Regions from separate parts of the Mus musculus genome. Here region 1 is linked to region 2. A link is a contact called in public HiChIP or PLAC-seq data. All regions are on one chromosome and are shown on one strand. Each heading gives the region's core, a stretch centred on a gene start, on an enhancer-like site or on the middle of the called end of the contact. The rest is flanking DNA. Distances are from core to core; before and after follow the strand shown. Region 1 overlaps Zfp148 (zinc finger protein 148). Region 2 holds the start of Snx4 (sorting nexin 4).

The links. HiChIP or PLAC-seq counts read pairs in DNA pulled down with a chosen protein or histone mark.
Region 1: an HNF4G HiChIP or PLAC-seq map of pancreatic cancer cells shows a contact between it and region 2. The contact joins the enhancer-like site here to the promoter of Snx4 in region 2. A contact is called at or near these places in 1 of 39 promoter capture datasets (macrophages), 1 of 484 Hi-C or Micro-C datasets (LSK cells), 4 of 115 datasets of contacts at active chromatin or transcription factors (effector CD8 T cells, extraembryonic endoderm stem cells, memory CD8 T cells and 1 more) and 1 of 9 other capture datasets (adipose tissue).

What each region holds. Positions count from the first base shown.
Region 1 is chr16:33,402,809-33,405,508 of GRCm38.p6, forward strand. All of the region lies in intron 1 of Zfp148 (zinc finger protein 148), which reads left to right. Among named protein-coding and RNA genes, the nearest start is that of Zfp148, 23 kb to the left of the region's middle. Within about 2 kb of position 1,348, at least 21 of the 459 cell types and tissues checked have an H3K27ac peak or open chromatin away from gene starts, as enhancers often do. A contact at or near this core is called in memory CD8 T cells and pancreatic cancer cells, where this site is marked.
Region 2 is chr16:33,250,200-33,252,899 of GRCm38.p6, forward strand. It overlaps Snx4 (sorting nexin 4), which reads left to right and starts at 1,257. Exons shown (of 14, transcript NM_080557.2): 1 at 1,257-1,402. The coding sequence starts at 1,262.

The DNA.
Region 1 (2,700 bases), core at 98-2,597, 150 kb after region 2:
CACGCACGCACAGAGAGTAAAAGGGCAAAATACAAGTTATTAGCTAAGCCTGCTGAAAATCATTTTGTATTTCTTTATTTTTAAAGTTTAATTATTGTGTAAATGTACATGATGTGTGTGTGGGGTCTGAGGACAGCTTTGTGGAGTCAGTCCTCTCCTGCCTGGTTAGAAGGGGTTGAGTTTAGGCTGTTGGGGTTTACAGGAAATGCCTTTACCCACTGAGCCCAGAAATCATTCTATAGAATCACGTTGATTTTTCAGAATTGAAATGCATGTTAGCAAAGAAAAACAAGAGAAACTCTTGTTAATACTTTGGTTTATAGATGAAATGGCTTTCTTACATTTTTATTAATGTTGTAGACAAATTTAAATAGAGGAAAGAAAGCAAAGTCTTAGAAACTCTACAATTAGCAGTTGTTGGCCATTCTTGTTTCATCTAGACTTCCACCTATTCTGTTTCCTGCCTCTTCCTTATGTATTTCTTTAAGATTTTCTTTACTTGTGTGCATATGTGCATCTTGGGAGTATGTGCACATGCTTGTGTGTGAGCAGAGGCTGGAAGACTGTGTCAGACCCTTTAGAGCTGGAGTTGGCAGGCATTTGTGTTATTACATAGATGCTGGGATCTGAACTCCAGCTCTCGTGGGCTTTGTAGCAAACACTTAACTGCTGACTCATCTCCTACCTTTCCTCTCAGTATTTTGTTTATTTACTTGAAAGAGAAGAGGGTAGAGGGAGAGAATGTATGTGTGTGTATATCTGTCTGTCTATGTCCATGCGTGCATGCACCCATTGCCCTGGCTTACCTGTTGAGGTCAAATGACAGCTTGTAGGAGTTCAATCTTGCCCTCTACCTACCATGTGGGTTCCGAGGAGCAAAGTCTCAGGCCCCTAGGGTTGGCAGCAAGTGCATTTTACTTGCCAAACCTGCTGGCCCCACAACTCTTGCTATTTTTAGGATAACTTTATTTTGAAAAAATTATAGGAAGTGGCTATGCAACAGGGTGTGGTGGTTCACACCTGTAATTCCAGCCGGCAGGAAAACAAACATATTTCTCTGACTTTGAGGGCAGCCTCGTTTATATAGTAATATCCAGGCCAGGTAGGGCTACAAAATCAGACTCTGTCTCAAAAATAAAACAAAACCAGAAAGACTGCTGTGCTTCCTTCATGATGTAAGTTACCAAACCCAGAAATCGACAGTGGGACTTTCCCCTTAATAAGAATACTAAGTTTGTAGTTTTATTTGTTTGTTTAAAATTTTTTTAGACCTACACTGCTTGTGTATGTATAATTTTGTGCCGTTTTTTCTCATGTAGAAAGGTATGTAGTCACTACATTGAAGATATAAAACTTGAGTCACAACAAAGGCCACCCCTCTTGCCACACCCTAAGATTGTCCCTTCACAATGTGGCTCCCTGACTCCTGGCATCCTGCCCCCCTAGCTCTGTGGGTTCCATTTCCTTGGTATGTAGTGTAAGTTAAAGAAAGACACTTGGTGTAACCTTTCCCCAGTGAGAGCTTGTTTGTGGTGTATGTGTGTGTGTGTCCGTGCTGAGGCCAGAGGGAGGACTAGCATTCTTGTTGCTCTTTGTCCCATTTCAGTGAGACAGGGTCTCCTGCTGAACCTGCAGCAAGGCTAGCGGCCTGCAGTCCTTTCTTCACCCCTCACAGGGCCCGGATTACAGAACACCTGGCTTTTTATGTGAACTCTGGAGATTTGAACTCAGGTCTTTGTGTTTACAGAGCCAGTGCCCTTATCTACTGAGCCATCCCTGAGCCCTGAGGGATGTTTAGTGTTTTCCATTGTAAACCAAGGGCTAGTGCAAATTTGTACAGGCAATATGAGGATTTTCTTAAAAAAAGATTTATTTATTATATGTAAGTACACTGTAGCTGTCTTCAAACACATCAGAAGAGGGAGTCAGATCTCGTTAAGGATGGTTGTGAGCCACCATGTGGTTGCTGGGATTTGAATTCAGGACCTTTGGAAGAGCAGTCAGTGCTCTTAACCGCTGAGCCATCTCCCCAGCCCCCAAAATATGAGGATTTTATGTAAATAAAAGCTCCCCCCTTTTCTGAAATAGGTGTTCAATGGCAAAATTGCTGAGTTGTGTGCTAAGTGTGTATTTAGTTACTTGCTGTGATGGCTAATGGTTTTAATCATCTTTTTATGTTTTTATTCTCTTCAGATTTTTTGTGTGTGTGTGTGTGAAATGCTTGATATCTTTTGTTGCATCAGGATAATTTGCTTATTTGCTATTGAGTTTTGAGAATTCTTTATAGAATAGTTTCTACTTAAGACCTTTTGTTTGTTTTGTTTTTGTTTTTGGAGACTGGGTTTCTCTATGTAGCCCTGGAACTTATAGACCAAGCTGACCTTGAACTCTTAGAGACTCACCTGAACGCCTGGCTTAAAGGTGCAAGTCACCACCTGTCTATTTAAGACTTTTGTTAGATGAGCTTTACGGATACTTTCTTTAAGTCTATAAGCAGAGTAGACTGCTTTTAAAAATGATCTTAGAAATGTCATCTTGACAAGGTCTTTAATTTGGGTATCAGATCTGATTTATTTTCATTCATGGAGGGTAGCACACCTCTGGTGCCAAGGTCTGTAGTCCTTTGCTTCAGTTCTCAAGAAGTTCTTTGTATCATATTTAAATTCATGATCCCTTCTGACTTTGAGACATGGTTGTATG
Region 2 (2,700 bases), core at 7-2,506:
TTTCTGAGATCTCAGAAACTGGGAAAAGATCACAAGATAATGAGAACAAATCTATCCTTGTGTGATTAATAAAATAGTCTTCTGCCGGGTGGTGGTGGTGCACGCCTTTAGTCCCAGCACTCGGGAGGCAGAGGCAGGCAGATTTCTGAGTTCGAGGCCAGCCTGGTGATCTACAGAGTGAGCTCCAGGACAGCCAGGGCTACACAGAGAAACCCTGTCTCGGAAAAAAAAAAAAAAAGTCTTCTGATTTAAAAACATGTTTTCTGGGGGTTTGCCGGACCTAACTAATCCCTGGCGAACAATAAAATACCTAAATACATAAATAGTCCAGGCTCTGTAAGGAAGGAACAGGGAAAGGATAGGAGAAGGGGTCCCTGCATTAAAGAAGTCTAGAGTCTAGCTGGAGGAAGCTGGATTTAGAACAAATTATTGTAAAATAACAAGAGAAAGTGCTTTGAGCATGAATGGAACTTTGCCACCAAGCCAGGGAGAAAACTCCAGGAGGAAGAAATTGTGCTTCACAACCCGGAAAAGGATGTTTGGCAAGAATCAGTTTTGGTCCGAGACCAGGTTTTGTACAAAAATACCAACCCAAAGGTCCCATATTTAGGCTACAGTCAGTGAACATTTCTCTTCAGGTCACCACAGGGAATCTTGCCAAGGGGTAGGTTCAGGAAATTACAAGAGACTTGTAGAAAATTAAATTGCTTTAGCGTCTAAAGTTTAAACACTTACTTAACAATGGCGCTCTCCAGCCTGCTTCAGCCATCTTACCTCTCAAATCTTTAGGCGTTATCTTTTGCTGAATGCGTTACTCAACTCTCTAAAAGTTAATAATTGATGCTGCTCTGGTCTTTGCGAGGGGAAACGGAATTGTGAATGCAAGGTAAGGGCGATGGTCACAAGACAATCTCCCTTTCTTTTTAATGACACAATTACTTGAGGGGATCGCCAATCTGAGTGGCTTCTGCACTTCTTGAGTTCACTTCACTTTAGTTTCTTTATGTCTTTACCGGCTCTCCCAGATTACCAGTTTTGTAGCCAACCCTCTGTAGTCGCCCTAGCTTTCCCCTACCTCCCTCGGTCGCAGGTCTTGGCTGGTGGTCCAGCGTTCTGGGGTCTCCGCTGCCTAGGAGGAGTTTCTGTGGGCAGGGGCGGGACTACCGAGAGCGCAGGGCGGAGCTACCACAAGCAGAGGGCGGGGCGGCTGGAGTCAAGGCCCCGCGCAGGCGCACTGGACTCGCGGTGCCAAACTACAGCTATGGAGCAGGCACCTCCGGACCCCGAGAAGCTCTTGCAGCCTGGACCCCTGGAGCCGCTGGGTGGCCCTGGCGCTGTGCTGGAGGCCGCGGTCGGTGAGGAGAACGAGGGCACCCGAGAAGACGGCTCAGGGGTCGACACGGTGAGGAGAGGGGCGGCGGAGGCTTCCGGTCTGGGGCCGGGCCTAGCGGGCCGGGCCGGGCCGCCCTGGCTGGGTCTGGTGGGTGCGGTCCCGAGACCGGAGGATGACCCGATGCGGAGTGGAAATGGACTCACAGGCGCGGCGTGCCGGAGCGCCGCGTGGGCGTTGTCACGCGTGTCCGTGGTGGCGTGGCCCGCGGTGTCAGTGGGCGCGTCCCCCGGGGTCTGGCCCTGAAGAGGCTCGCTGCTGTTTCCGGCCGGCCGAGGGGGTCGCTGGGAGGCGGCTACACCCTTGGTGAGAGGCGAGTGTGCGCAGTAAGGGGGGCTTGGCCTATGGACACGTCGGGAAATAGACATCAGCGTCACGTTAAAGAGAAGGGACAGAGGAAGAAACATTTGTTGAACTCTCCATTTAGCTGTAATGTCGTTATAATGTTTCCTCCTGCAATCCCCGCCCCTCGGTGATAACTGGTGTTTCTCACCTTTTGAGTTAAGGGAGTGTCGCGTTGTCAATCTGTGAGTGCATCCATCCAAAGGGTCGTGACGGATTTGTAGACTCTGATGAACAAATGTTTAGGAAACTCATTAGCGCCCTGTATTTGAACTCCCTGACCCTCAGTTGCTCAGCCCCTGTCCAGCCATTTTGCTGTTGCCCCCTCACCCCCAGTAGGTATTCATGCTAAGGTAACCCGTACATTTTTATGATTGATGCGTCTCTAGAGAGGACTAAGTTTCGAGAGAGCTAACCAGGAACTTCTCAGCAGTTGGAGGTTTTGACTACTTAAACCATTTATGTGTGCTTATAAGTTAAAGACTTTAACTTTTTGTTTGTTTGTTTGTTTTGTGTTTTTTCGAGACAGGGTTTCTCTGTATATAGCCCTGGCTGTCCTGGAACTCACTCTGTAGACCAGGCTGGCCTCGAACTCAGAAATCTGCCCTCTCCCCTCCCAGGAGTGCTGGGATTAAAGGCGTGCACCACCACGCCCGGCTAAGACTTTGATTTTTGAGAACAGTTTTAAGGTCGCTGTAGAATTGAAAGAGAAATGGGGAGATTTTCCCGTATACTCAGTTCTCATATTCAGACTTGTGCCTTGTCCACGCTTCTTACCAGACTCGTTTATGTTATACGCGGTGAGGCCAGGTTGTCACCCAAAGTCCATAGTTTACACACTGTCACATGAACTTTTAAGTGTCCTAAAAAATCCTCTACGCTGCCTGTTCTTCTCTGTCCCTCTCCTGTTGTTCTTTCCTTTTTCTTTTCTTCATTCCTGTTGTTTTCCCTTTCAGGCATGTCCTATA